Linked DNA regions of Mus musculus: region 1 is linked to region 2. Evidence: chromatin contacts called from public promoter capture Hi-C data. All regions are on one chromosome and are shown on one strand. Each heading gives the region's core, a stretch centred on a gene start, on an enhancer-like site or on the middle of the called end of the contact. The rest is flanking DNA. Distances are from core to core; before and after follow the strand shown.

The links. Capture Hi-C pulls out chosen DNA fragments and counts their contacts.
Region 1: a contact with region 2 is called in a promoter capture Hi-C map of liver. The contact joins two enhancer-like sites. A contact is called at or near these places in 3 of 9 other capture datasets (adipose tissue, embryonic stem cells and liver).

What each region holds. Positions count from the first base shown.
Region 1 is chr2:36,240,590-36,246,302 of GRCm38.p6, reverse strand. It overlaps Ptgs1 (prostaglandin-endoperoxide synthase 1), which reads right to left. Exons shown (of 11, transcript NM_008969.4): 6 at 5,526-5,707; 7 at 5,349-5,432; 8 at 3,294-3,540; 9 at 973-1,259. Among named protein-coding and RNA genes, the nearest start is that of Ptgs1, 13 kb to the right of the region's middle. Within about 2 kb of position 2,597, at least 56 of the 459 cell types and tissues checked have an H3K27ac peak or open chromatin away from gene starts, as enhancers often do. A contact at or near this core is called in liver, where this site is marked.
Region 2 is chr2:36,079,675-36,085,285 of GRCm38.p6, reverse strand. Lhx6 (LIM homeobox protein 6) reads left to right here. Exons shown (of 9, transcript NM_001083126.1): 9 at 1,211-3,333. The coding sequence ends at 1,231. It overlaps Morn5 (MORN repeat containing 5), which reads right to left. Exons shown (of 5, transcript NM_029309.2): 5 at 5,577-5,611. Among named protein-coding and RNA genes, the nearest start is that of Lhx6, 22 kb to the left of the region's middle. Within about 2 kb of position 3,050, at least 20 of the 459 cell types and tissues checked have an H3K27ac peak or open chromatin away from gene starts, as enhancers often do. A contact at or near this core is called in liver, where this site is marked.

The DNA.
Region 1 (5,713 bases), core at 1,348-3,847, 160 kb before region 2:
GCTGATAGAAAATGTGGAATTCAAAAAGGCATTTCATGCAGGTACTTTCTTATATATTAGCACATCCTAATAAGGTCCTCCTGTCCTTCAGGGGTTATGCCCTCTGACCCTCAGGCATGCCATCTTCTCCATATACAACAGGATCATCCCCTAAAACCAACCTCACTGCTCTCCATGGGAAACGCCTGCCCATCTTTACCATCACCCTAACTCAACCCTGGCTCATAGAATTGACAGGACACCATGGCTTTCTATGCTATGGTCCTCAACATGTCCTTAGAATTCTGAGGACATTAGAAAGCACTTTTCATGTTCCCTTATACACAACAAGTCCTCAAATGATGCTAGCTGTCACAGGACTGTTTCTCTTCTGTGTGATGAATGTCAAAGGGACAGGGTCCACGAACCACATCCATCGTCATCACCATATATATCCTGGGCATCTGGTGTGATGCCTGTGCTATGGTTTGAACCTGAAATGTATTCCATAAGTTTCTATTTTAGCTCCTCAAATGGTGGCACTACTGGAGATGCTGGAACCTTTAGAAGATGAGGCCAAGCTGAAGTAAGTGGACCACTAGAAAGCAGCCTTTGAGGGTTACAGCTCAGCCCCTGGTTCCCAACTTGTTGTCTCCTGCTCTGCTGTAATGTGAACAACCTCTGCCTTGAGCTCCTGCTGCCACAACAGATTGGGCCACTCTGCCATGGCCTCCTCACTGTGACAGATTGTAATGCCCCTGAAACTATAAGCCAAACCCTTCCTCCTTTGAGTGGTTTCTGTCCTTGTAACATGAAAGTAACTAATAAAACCTGGCACTGTCACCTAAATTAGAGAATTCACACAGGGATGTTTACAACCACCTGTAGAAGTAACAGAGTGTTCATTCCACAGATGAAGAAACTGGGGAGTTTGAACCAAGTCTGTTGTATCCCAGAGCCCACCCCTGATGCCTCTGTTTCTCTCAAGCTTACCCGGCCAGCCCTCTGGCGAGAGAAGGCATCCACCAGTGCCTCAACCCCATAGTCCACCAGCATAGAAGTGTTAAATAAAAACTGCTCGTAGCTGTACTCTTGTGAGCCCACTTGGAAGGAGTTGGGCATGAGTGGATGCCAGTGATAGAGATGGTTAAATTCCATGGCGATGCGGTTTCGATATTGGAACTGGGCTCGGAACAGCAGCTCCGGGTCAAACTTGAGCTGCAGGAAATAGCCACTCAAGTGCTGCACATACTCCTCAATGACAATTTTGATGGTTTCTCCTACAAGGGGAAGATAAGAAACAAGGTCAGCAGAGCTCAATGCATGGGAAATGAACATCTCGTGAAAAGTGCTTGCTCTCCTCTCCTTGCTGATGCTGGAGTTCATTTACTCCCCTTGGTCACTTCTGCTTTGTGTCCTTGTAAGGGGATGTGAAAACAGAACTGTCTCCGACTTGACTGAGAGACCCAGACAAGGGTACTGCTGCTCCATAGGCAGGCCTTAGACCCAGGAAAAGAGTCATTCAAGAACTGGTTTCCATGAGCTAGAGAGAGAGAGACGGCTAAGAGGTTAAGAGCACAGGTTGCTCTTCCCAGGGACCCAGGTTCAATTCCCAGCACCCACATGGTGGCTCACAACCATCTGTAACTCCAGTTCAAATGGATCTGGTGCCTTCTTCTGACCTCCAAGGACACCAGCCAGGCACATGACACACAGATATACATGAAGGCCAAAATACCAAAATATCTAAAATAAATTAAAAGATAAAAAAAGAATCATTTTCCCAACCCTGATGTAGCCTCCCTCCTACAGACCATGACAAGGGTCTGGAGAAGCCAAGCCTGTAAACCCAGAACTGGGGGGCATAAGAGGTGCTGAGGCAAGAGGGTTTCAGCATTGATGCCAGAATGGTCTAAATGAAAAGACTTAGTCTCAAAAAAAAATTTTAAGCTGAGAAACTCTGAAAGATACAAAAGCACAACATTGTATTAGTGAGGAATGTCATTTCTCTGAAGCTCTCAGTGAGGGACGAGGGCTTCAGAGAGCCCATCTGACAGCTGCTGCTGCTGCAGCAGCCAAAGAAAGCCCCACACAGCTAGGGAGCCCAGCCCTAAGCATTTGTTTAAGTGTAATACATTTCTGGTGTGCTGATATATATGTCAGAATCTCATGGGCAGGGGGTTCCCTTTAATCCCTTAGGCAGCAGCTATACACAAAGCAAACAGCCAAGAAAGATTACTTACGTTTGAACATTCCAGAACAATATAAAAACTGGCCAGCTGGATCGTTAGAGGAAGCTGTTATCTGGACCAATCAGCCAACAGATAAACTGGCTTTTTAGTAAACTGACCTGGAGCCACAGGACTTGCGGTTAGCAGAACTGGGCTCCAATCCTAGCTTCTCGGTATGTAGGCATCTGAGCTTGAGTCAATTGAGCTTGAGTTATTTGTCCTACTAAAGCTCACTTTCCTCGACTGTAAACTGTAGGCACTATTAATCGCTATGCGATTTCCATATGATCATGTATCCGGTCATGTGAGAAGGGGACAACAGAGGCATTTGTGCTGTTGACATAGGACTGGCAACCTCAGCCGTGTCAACATGGGTCGGCTGAAGTCCTAAGTCTGATTAACAGTGTCTTCACATTGCAGCCTGCTGGGCTGCTTTACCCACAGGCCTGGCCTCTCTGGTAAAGGTCTGGGCTATACAGACTTCCGAAGAATCAGCCTGTCCTTCCTCTGGCTACTCTTATCCCCAGTGACCAACTCTTCTAGAAGCCGGTGAATTAGCCTCTATAATTGGAACCAGCCATGCCCACTTGTACCCAGAGGTAGTGACTCAGACAAGGAGAGCCTGGTCTGGACAGAGGTGCAGGGTCCAGGCAGGAAACCATCTGACATTTTAGGTTATGGACTCACCCCCGTAGGAGACACAAAAATATCTTGTCCCTGAGTCACCTAGAATCTACCAAATTCTACAAAGGCTGATAGACAGAGAGAGAGAAATTGGGGGTTCCTGAGGGTAGGGTAAGCTGAGGTTTGATGCTGGTGTGCTGAGGACTTTAAGGCCAAACTGGGTACAGCACAAGGGAGAAACAAACTGGGGTTTGAGGTGACCAATCAAATGTACTCAGAGCCTTCCTTCCTTCTAGGCTCATAGCAAGTCAGCGCGTGTAGGAACTGAAGCCACAGCCTGGAGACCTGGGCCTGAGTATGGGTAGCCAAACCCTGGCTCGGGCTCAGGCTGTGACTCCCCAGGTTCAGTAACACCAGGGTCCTAACCCTGCTTTCCTGCCTCTCGGGGCATGTGCTCACCTATAAGGATGAGGCGAGTGGTCTGGAAGAGCTGCTCATCATCCCACGTGGGATGCTCCTCCTTCAGCAGGTCGCACACGCGGTTATGTTCACGAAGCCAGATCGTGGAGAAGAGCATCAGCCCCGGAAGCAACCCAAACACCTCCTGGCCCACAGCCATCTGCCTTTCAGGCGGGACACCTGGTGGGTAGCGCATCAACACGGACGCCTGTTCCACGGAAGGTGGGTACACCTCTCCGTCCAGCACCTGTGGGATGAGGCCGCCTGGCAACCTGACTCTGGCCCTCCTCCAAGATCCGTCTTGGAGCTCTCCACAGCCGGCTCCTGTGTTCCGACTTTACTACCTCAGCCCTGGCCCATCTGCCTGCTGCTCCCTAAGTGCCTGCCCTAAGCCAACTCTTGCCCTTACCACTTGGGTACACAGCAATCAGTATACCCCTGAGAGACGGAGTGGGGAGGAGGAGAGGGAGACCTCCATACAACATGCCCCTAAAGAGGTGTCTGGAATCACCCACAGTAGCTCCCTTCCTCTCACTCAGACGTCTCTTAGGAATCCCTGGATCTTCTTGCCTCCAAATCTTCTCACAGCTAAATGCCCTAGGGAGCAAGAAGATGACCATGGCCCGTTCTTGGCTTCCTCAATTCCCTTGCAACCTTAACTTCATAGGGGAGCAGTCTCAGCCTCCAGACTCTCTAATGGTACCGACTGGTTGGTGGCAGTTATCACAAGAGTATCACAAATACACACACTGCCAAGCCATATGCAAGTGCCGTTCTCCGTTCTGAAGATGCCCCAATGAATTTTCCTTAAGATCTTTCAGGTTTCCAGAATACAGTGTGAAAGCCACTAGCCACCTGTGGCTCCAAATCTCCAAATATGACTAGACTGTAGAACTTCATTTCATTTAGTTTAGATTTTACTTGATTTTGTTTTAGATTCTCCTTTTTTAGATTTTTTTGTATGTATACTATGTATGTATGTATGTATGTATGTGTGTGTATGTATGTATGTATGTATGTATGTATGTATGTATGTATGTATGCCTCCAGTGTGAGTATGGCCACAGAGGCCAGAAGAGGGCATCAGATCATTTAGAGCTGGAGTTCCAGAGGTTGAGAGCCTCTATGTGGATGCCGGGAACCAAGGCCAGGTTCTCTGCGAGATCAGCAGGTGCTCTCAACCGCTGACTCAATTCTCCAGCCCTATAGTTTTACATTTTTAAAGCTGATGTTTCAGCTACTGGGTTTGTGAATCTACTTATTCAATTACAAAGTTTATGAAATCTAGAGAGAGCCATCTCCAATGAGAACCTTTTTAATTTGTATTACATTTATTTATGTCTGTGTGCAGAGGCAAGAGCATCCTGGTATCAAAGCAAAGCTGTGGAGGTCAGAGGATAACTTGCAGGAATCAGATCTCTCCCAGGGATCAAACACTGGCTGTCAGGCTTGGTGGCAAGTGCCTTTACCAGCTGAGCCATCTTACCAGCCCAAGTAGAGTATGCTATTAAAATCCATCTCATCTGTTTTTTACTTTTGTTACTGAAGCCACTAGGAAATTTGAATTACATATGAGGCTCACACTACTGTTGGACAGCTCTGGTTTACACAAGAAATCTTGCTACAGCCTGTACCCTGACAGTCATGTATGTATAAACTGTGGTTCACCCATATCCAGACAGTCAGGTTCATGATTTGTTGGACTGTGGTTTGCCTGTACCCTGGTAATCCTGTATTTGACCCCTGATAGATTATGGTTTCTTGATGGTTGGGCCCATGGCTAAGATGGATACTGACTCAGTCATGTGTACAAGTTCCATCATGGTGCCCATTCCAGGGAGTGAAACAGCTAAGGAAATGAAAATATCCCCAGGAGGCCACAGAAATCTACCCCGTTCTTTATTTGCTTTTGCCCTGTTAACTCCTCCCAGCCTTTACTCTCTGTCCTCCTGGTTTCCTTCACTCTGGTAGTTCTTCAATTTGCCTACCCAGCCATCTTTATAAGAGAGAACAAGGGAGACCCTTCACACTGTCCCCTCCCCATGCCAGCACTACCTGGTACTTAAGTTTCCCATCCTTGAAGAGCCGCAGGTGATACTGTCGTTCCAGATTATCTCCATAAATGTGGCCAAGGTCTACCTGAGGTCAGAGAACGGTCCATTCAGATCACATGGATTCTGATGATAGCCTGCATGTGGCACCTGAGACTCCCTCCCTGTCCCACATACTCACCCCGTGGCCTAAGGCCTTGGTAAAGCCAGGACCCATCTTTCCAGAGGTCTTGAAGAACTGGTGGGTGAAGTGTTGTGCAAAGAAGGCAAACAGGATGTTGGTGCCCTGGGGGGCAGGAATGAACTCCCTTCTCAGCAGCAGCTGTTGGGCCAGAAGCTGAACATCTGGTAACTGTTTCTTCCCTGGTT
Region 2 (5,611 bases), core at 1,801-4,300:
TCTGTTGCTGGGCTATGTCCCCAGCTTTGTTGCCAGGAGCTCTATGCCCTTCCCTCATGACCCACTGCCCTCTTCTGTTGGCCCTGGTTGCCAGTCCCTAAGTACCTCTGCCAGCCACATCTGATCACATCTGCATGTGAGTGAGGTCTGTTGTGTCAGAAGTGTGGGGCAGAACATACAGCAGAGGAAGGTATTAGCTTTCTCCCATGTCCTTCTGGGAAACCTGTGGGGAGATTCAGAGTCCCCACGGGGCTCATCTAGACTAGAGCAGGCCTCGATAGTCCTGATAGCTGGAGCAGGGTGGAGCTTCCTGTCTCCATGACAACATTATTTGACCCCACAGACCTGTTTTGTTTCCAGAAATACATTTCTTTCTGGTTATATCCCTGGATCTTACAGCTTTAGCATGTAAAAGAAGGGTCTTAGAAGTCCGGCTAGGCTGGCCGCCATCAGGTGGGAAGAATGTAGCACCCAGAAGAGGAGAGTCATTTTTTAACAAGAGCTCAAAGCCAGGTGCCCTTCAGGCCCAAAGGGAAGCTATATCCAGGGTTGGGTGAAGAATGCTGGAGTCAGGCCACCCAGACTCCCAGATCTGTCACCTCCTCCCCTAAGATCTTCGAGTACAAATAGCTTCTTGCAACTTCAGTTTCTGCCTTTGCTAAATGGGGTTATAATAGTTTCTGCCCTCCTACAATGTTGAAATGAGAAGCAATGTGTATGAAGAGTCCAACACACATGCCTGGTGCACAGAAGGTACTCAGTAGCTTTTGCTTATCAATGTCTTCTCAGTGGCTCTCTGTATATGGAGGCCATGGATGCCTGAACCCCCCTCCTATATACACATATACCCATGATAAAGCACAATTCATAATTGGGCAAGTCAGGGATTAATAAAATGGCAAACAACAAATCAGCACAGTTGCAATGTGCTGTAGTAACAGCGCCACCCATGTTCACGGGGTCCAGAGCGAAGCACATGGTGGGTCTCTGCTGCTGCTCTTGCTATGAGAGATCACTATTTACACATGAGGAAACAGGCTTGGGGAAGGGAAGTGAGCTGCCCAAGGTTTCACAGCATAAACTGAGAACTGGGATGCGAGCCCAGGTCTAAGCTCTGAGCCCATCATTCTTCTCCAGGTCTGACGGTCCCCCAGGGCTGCTGCATGTAGAAGGCACCAGTTTAGACATCTCCGTTGCCCTTTTCTTGCAGGTCATCCTTTTTCAGTACTAACGCTGCCGGCGCTTGCACATCTGTCCATGGGCACCACACAGCTGCCCCTCAGCCGCTGAGATCCAGCATCCAGCTGTGGCCAGGGATCCACCACCTCTGTGTACACCCTCACCCGCTGCTGTCCTGCCCTCTGCCAGTGGCCCCATCAACCCAGGCCTGGTCTTTCCCTCTCCTGCTGAGAACCAGAACCCACCAGGAGCAGCAGAGTCCCTCTCTGGGAAGGCAGGCTCCCTGAAATGTGGCATCAGCATGAAAACAAGCAGCCTGTCTTTCCTCATTAACTGGGAGTCCCACTTACCTACTGTCAGCTGATCACAGCAGCAATGGCTAATTCAGTCCGAGTCAACAACAGCCTCCTACTTCACAGGTTCTCTTCTCCCCCACATTGGCCTTTATTTACTACTTCCTTGGAACCATCTCCAAATTCCAAATAGCCAACAACCCCCAACATTATATACTCTGCTGCTTTTGTCTGGAAAACTCTACAGTGTTTGTGGGATATCCCCAAAGGAAAGCTGTGTTCTAATTTTATCATTTCCATCTGTCTGGTTATGTCAAGTTAACTCAGAAAAAGAAGAGACACTGACCAACCCTGAGAGGCCCAACAGGGCAGAGATGGAGGCCTGCCCAGATGAAGAGGCAGAGGATGGGCAGGGATGGGTGCCAAAGACCCCCCCCCCAATTGGCTTGGAGGAGAAGGACTGGGTACGCTGGACTTGGAGAGGTGACGAGAGTTTCATGGAGAGAAAAGAGGAAACTTGGGGGGGGCGGAGTTTCCCCCACCCAATTACCTAGCAGGAGTCGTGGAAAGGATGGCGTCTGATCTGCACGATGACACCACTGAATGTTTAGGTGGGCTAGCATTAGCGACCCTTGTTGGCCACTTTTCAGTCCTGAGATGAGGGCCTGAGCCAGTCTTCTCTAGGGGTGGGATGAGACTACTCACGAGGACCAAGGAACAGAGCCCAGAGAAACAGCAGCCAGAATATTAGTTCTGATTCATCCCCGAGGGAAGAGAGGTACCCATGGCTTCAGTGAGCACATGCCAAGCCCAGGATGCCAGCTGGCACCTCTGCAATCTCCCCACCAAATACACAGAGCCAGCTCTACCCACTCCTAAGAGCAGAGGCCAACTCTAAAGAAAGGTCTCAGGTTACACAGGCCCCCCCACTTATGTTTTCAGGGGATGCCATTTATCCCAAGCTTATCCTGTAATTCTAGAATGACTTGGTGTCCTGATGCACTTCTCACCAGAGGCTGCCTAGCAGCATGTGTTAGCCAAAGTCTTCCTCCTTGTTTTGAGAAGACTCCAGGACAGGACAGGCAAATTCATGGTATGTATGCAGTTGCTGCTCCTGCTTCACCTGTGGCAGACATCGCTAATCGATCACAGCACTCTATCTCTCAGAGTCTGGATAAGAATTCCCATGCTTGTTGGGACGAGACCAACTGTGCTGTTGCTATGGGACCTGGAGGAGGGTTAGGCATGGGTGACACCCCAGAAGGGAACTTTCATCTTTTCCCTTCCAAAAATTGTCAACTGACTGAGGACAAAGAGAAAGCACCTCCCAGAAAGCTGTGAGCGTGGTTTGGTTCAGAACTCCAGCACCCTGTGCCAGGCACTGACTCAAGCAAGAGGAACCTGGCCTGATCCCTGACTTTGGGGAACCCAGATCTTTCCTTTGATTTTTGCTCCTAATGATCAAAACCCCAATTGCAACCATGTGGCAAGTGGCCAGCTGAGCCCAGGTTACTTGGTACCCACTCTGCCTTGAGCCTTCCTTCCCCCAGGGCCTATTTCTTGTGTGGATCACGTGGCAGTAGCATGTTGCAGTCAGACGTCTCCACTACCCTGTTGAGAACAGCCTGGGAATGTACAGGTCATCGAGGCTATTTATTTAAACACACACACACACACACACACACACACACACACACACACACACACGGGGGAACACACACAAATGGAAAAAAATTGTAAGCACTTTTTTTGTAAAACCAATGTCTGTTTTGTTACATACCTTTCATGTTGTGCTTTGTAAATGTCTTATTTGTGTAATAAATAAAGTTAATGCGAGTAGAAGTGCCGGCACTTAAACCCAGAATGCCATGGAATTCCATTTTTCTCTTGCTAAACCCTTGTCAGTTAAAGGCTTAGGACCCTGGCTTTGGTGTGAGCTGCTGCTTGGTGTAACCCTAGAGAACTGGTACCACAGGCAGTGGCCTAAGGCACGGGGCTAAGGCACAGTTTCTACTCTGATGCTGTGCTGTCCCTGTGTATTGACTACTTTGTGGGAAGTCGGGCTGCTTGCTGACCTCTGTTCTGCTTTCTGAACACCAACCATCTGTGGTGTCCTGTGCTGCTCTGCAAACTCAGAGTCCAGTCCTGCTCTGCCTGGGAGGAGCTCTCCGGCTGGCCAGTGCTGCTGTCAACAGACACTCCTCTAGTATGTTGGGAGCCTGCGGGGGTGGGGGTCGGGGGGAGGCGTCTGCGCTGGGTCCAATCCAACAAGATTTGCAGACTAGGTATGGAGGCGAGGGTGTTGGGGGAGGGCAGGGGAGAAAGTACACAGGGACCTGCTGGGGAAGAACCCAACCCGATGGCTTCAGCTTCAGCCCCAGGCTGACTCTCCCGGTGGTTTTGTCAGGTTCCAGAGCCACACGTATGCGCCCAGTGGGCTGGTGGTTGACTGTTTAGTTCCTCTGCAAAATCCTTTGTTCAGCTCAAAGCCTTGGGTATGGAGGGTAGAGCTGCCTGGAGGGTGTGAAGGCATTCTCATGTGCTGCAGCCCTGGGCATGTTGTTTATACCTCTTGCATGAAAACTTTTGTGTGTGTGTGTGTGTGTGTGTGTGATGCCAGTACACCACATAGAGGCCCTAGGTCTATTCATTATTTTCCTCAGTAGCTGTCTACTTTACTTTTTGAGACAGAGCCCCTCACCCCCAACACAGAGCTCACCAATTTGGCTAGCCCAGCAGGGTAGCACGCCACAGAGAATCTCCTGTCTCCATCGCTGCAGCCAGCACTAGAGTGATGGGAACAGACTCTGCTTGGTTTTTCACCTGGGTGCTAGGGCATCAAGAGTAAGGTCCTCAGGCTTATGCAGCAAGTGCTGTAGCAACTGAGCCATCTTCACAATTCCCTTTTTCTTTTTTTGTATCCTCCACCCCTAACTTTGTTTCTGCTGCTAAATATTTGTATATGATAGAGAATACACACTTAGTTGTATGTGTACACAAGTGTGTATGTGGTTTTTTGCTATGTACCTTCTATCTTTGAAAGCCCAAGTTTGAAAATCAGCAGTGGGGCTCTCCCCTGTCAGTTTCCTAGGGTAACTAAAGCCTTAAAAGACAGAGATGACTTCCCCAGGTCCACTGCATGGTGCAGCTAGCTAAGGGACCTAAACCTTCCTTGACTGATGTCTCTCTCTGCACATCCAATCTGTTTGTTTGTTCCCCTGCAAATTTCAGTTGATCTCTCCCTAGTCTGACCCCTCTTCTATCTCCACAGGCAGGTCCAGTAAACCATGGATCATAACCTGGGGTCTAAAGGGGGGGGGGCGGGTAGCCTCCATGGACAGGCAAATAGTCATGGGAAGATACAGGATGCTTAGGGCCCAAGAGTAGCCCTGGGTCATTTTACCATCCTCTTTCTGGGGTGATTATGTGCACAACTACCAGGTTATTTTTATTTCTATTTCTGATCTGTAACCTTGGCTGGCTCTGGAGCTTGGGGTCTGTCTGCCTTACTCTTCCAAGTGCTATCGTTATAGTGGCACAAACAGATCTTTAAGGTCAACGTGATCACTTGACAGGTGCTGGCTTCTTGAACTCTCATTTGCCTCACTGAACTGCTCACTGACCTCACGGAGAGGTCAGCCACTACAGCAACACTTCCTTATGATTTTATAGATGCAGAAGCTGAGGCTTAGGGAGGTGACTTGCCCAAAGTTGCATGGTGGGTGGCCGAGACAGAGCTGAGATTTGAACCCCAGGTAGGTACCAAAGCACCTTGCAGATCCAGAGGGAAAGGCGGTCCTGGGGAAAGTACCAGTGGGGAGCTGCTGAGACCTAGTGAGTCACCCAGCGAGTCCCACTTCTCTGAGCCACAGAGTCCCCATATGCAGAAGACTCTCTCCACTTAGCTGCTTATTCAGTAAGACATCCGTGTCATGAGATGAGGGTTCTTGAGCTTTCCATGCATAAGAAGTAACTGGGGATGCACATGCCAAGCCCCAGTCTGGGCTTGGGCCCAGGTCTACCAAGGTGGCACTGAAGCAGGTGAAATGGGTGCATCTTCTAAGACATTCTTCTAAAGCACTCACTCACTCACCCTTGGGGCTGTTCAGTGCAGAAAACCTTTATTCTGAAACTTAAGT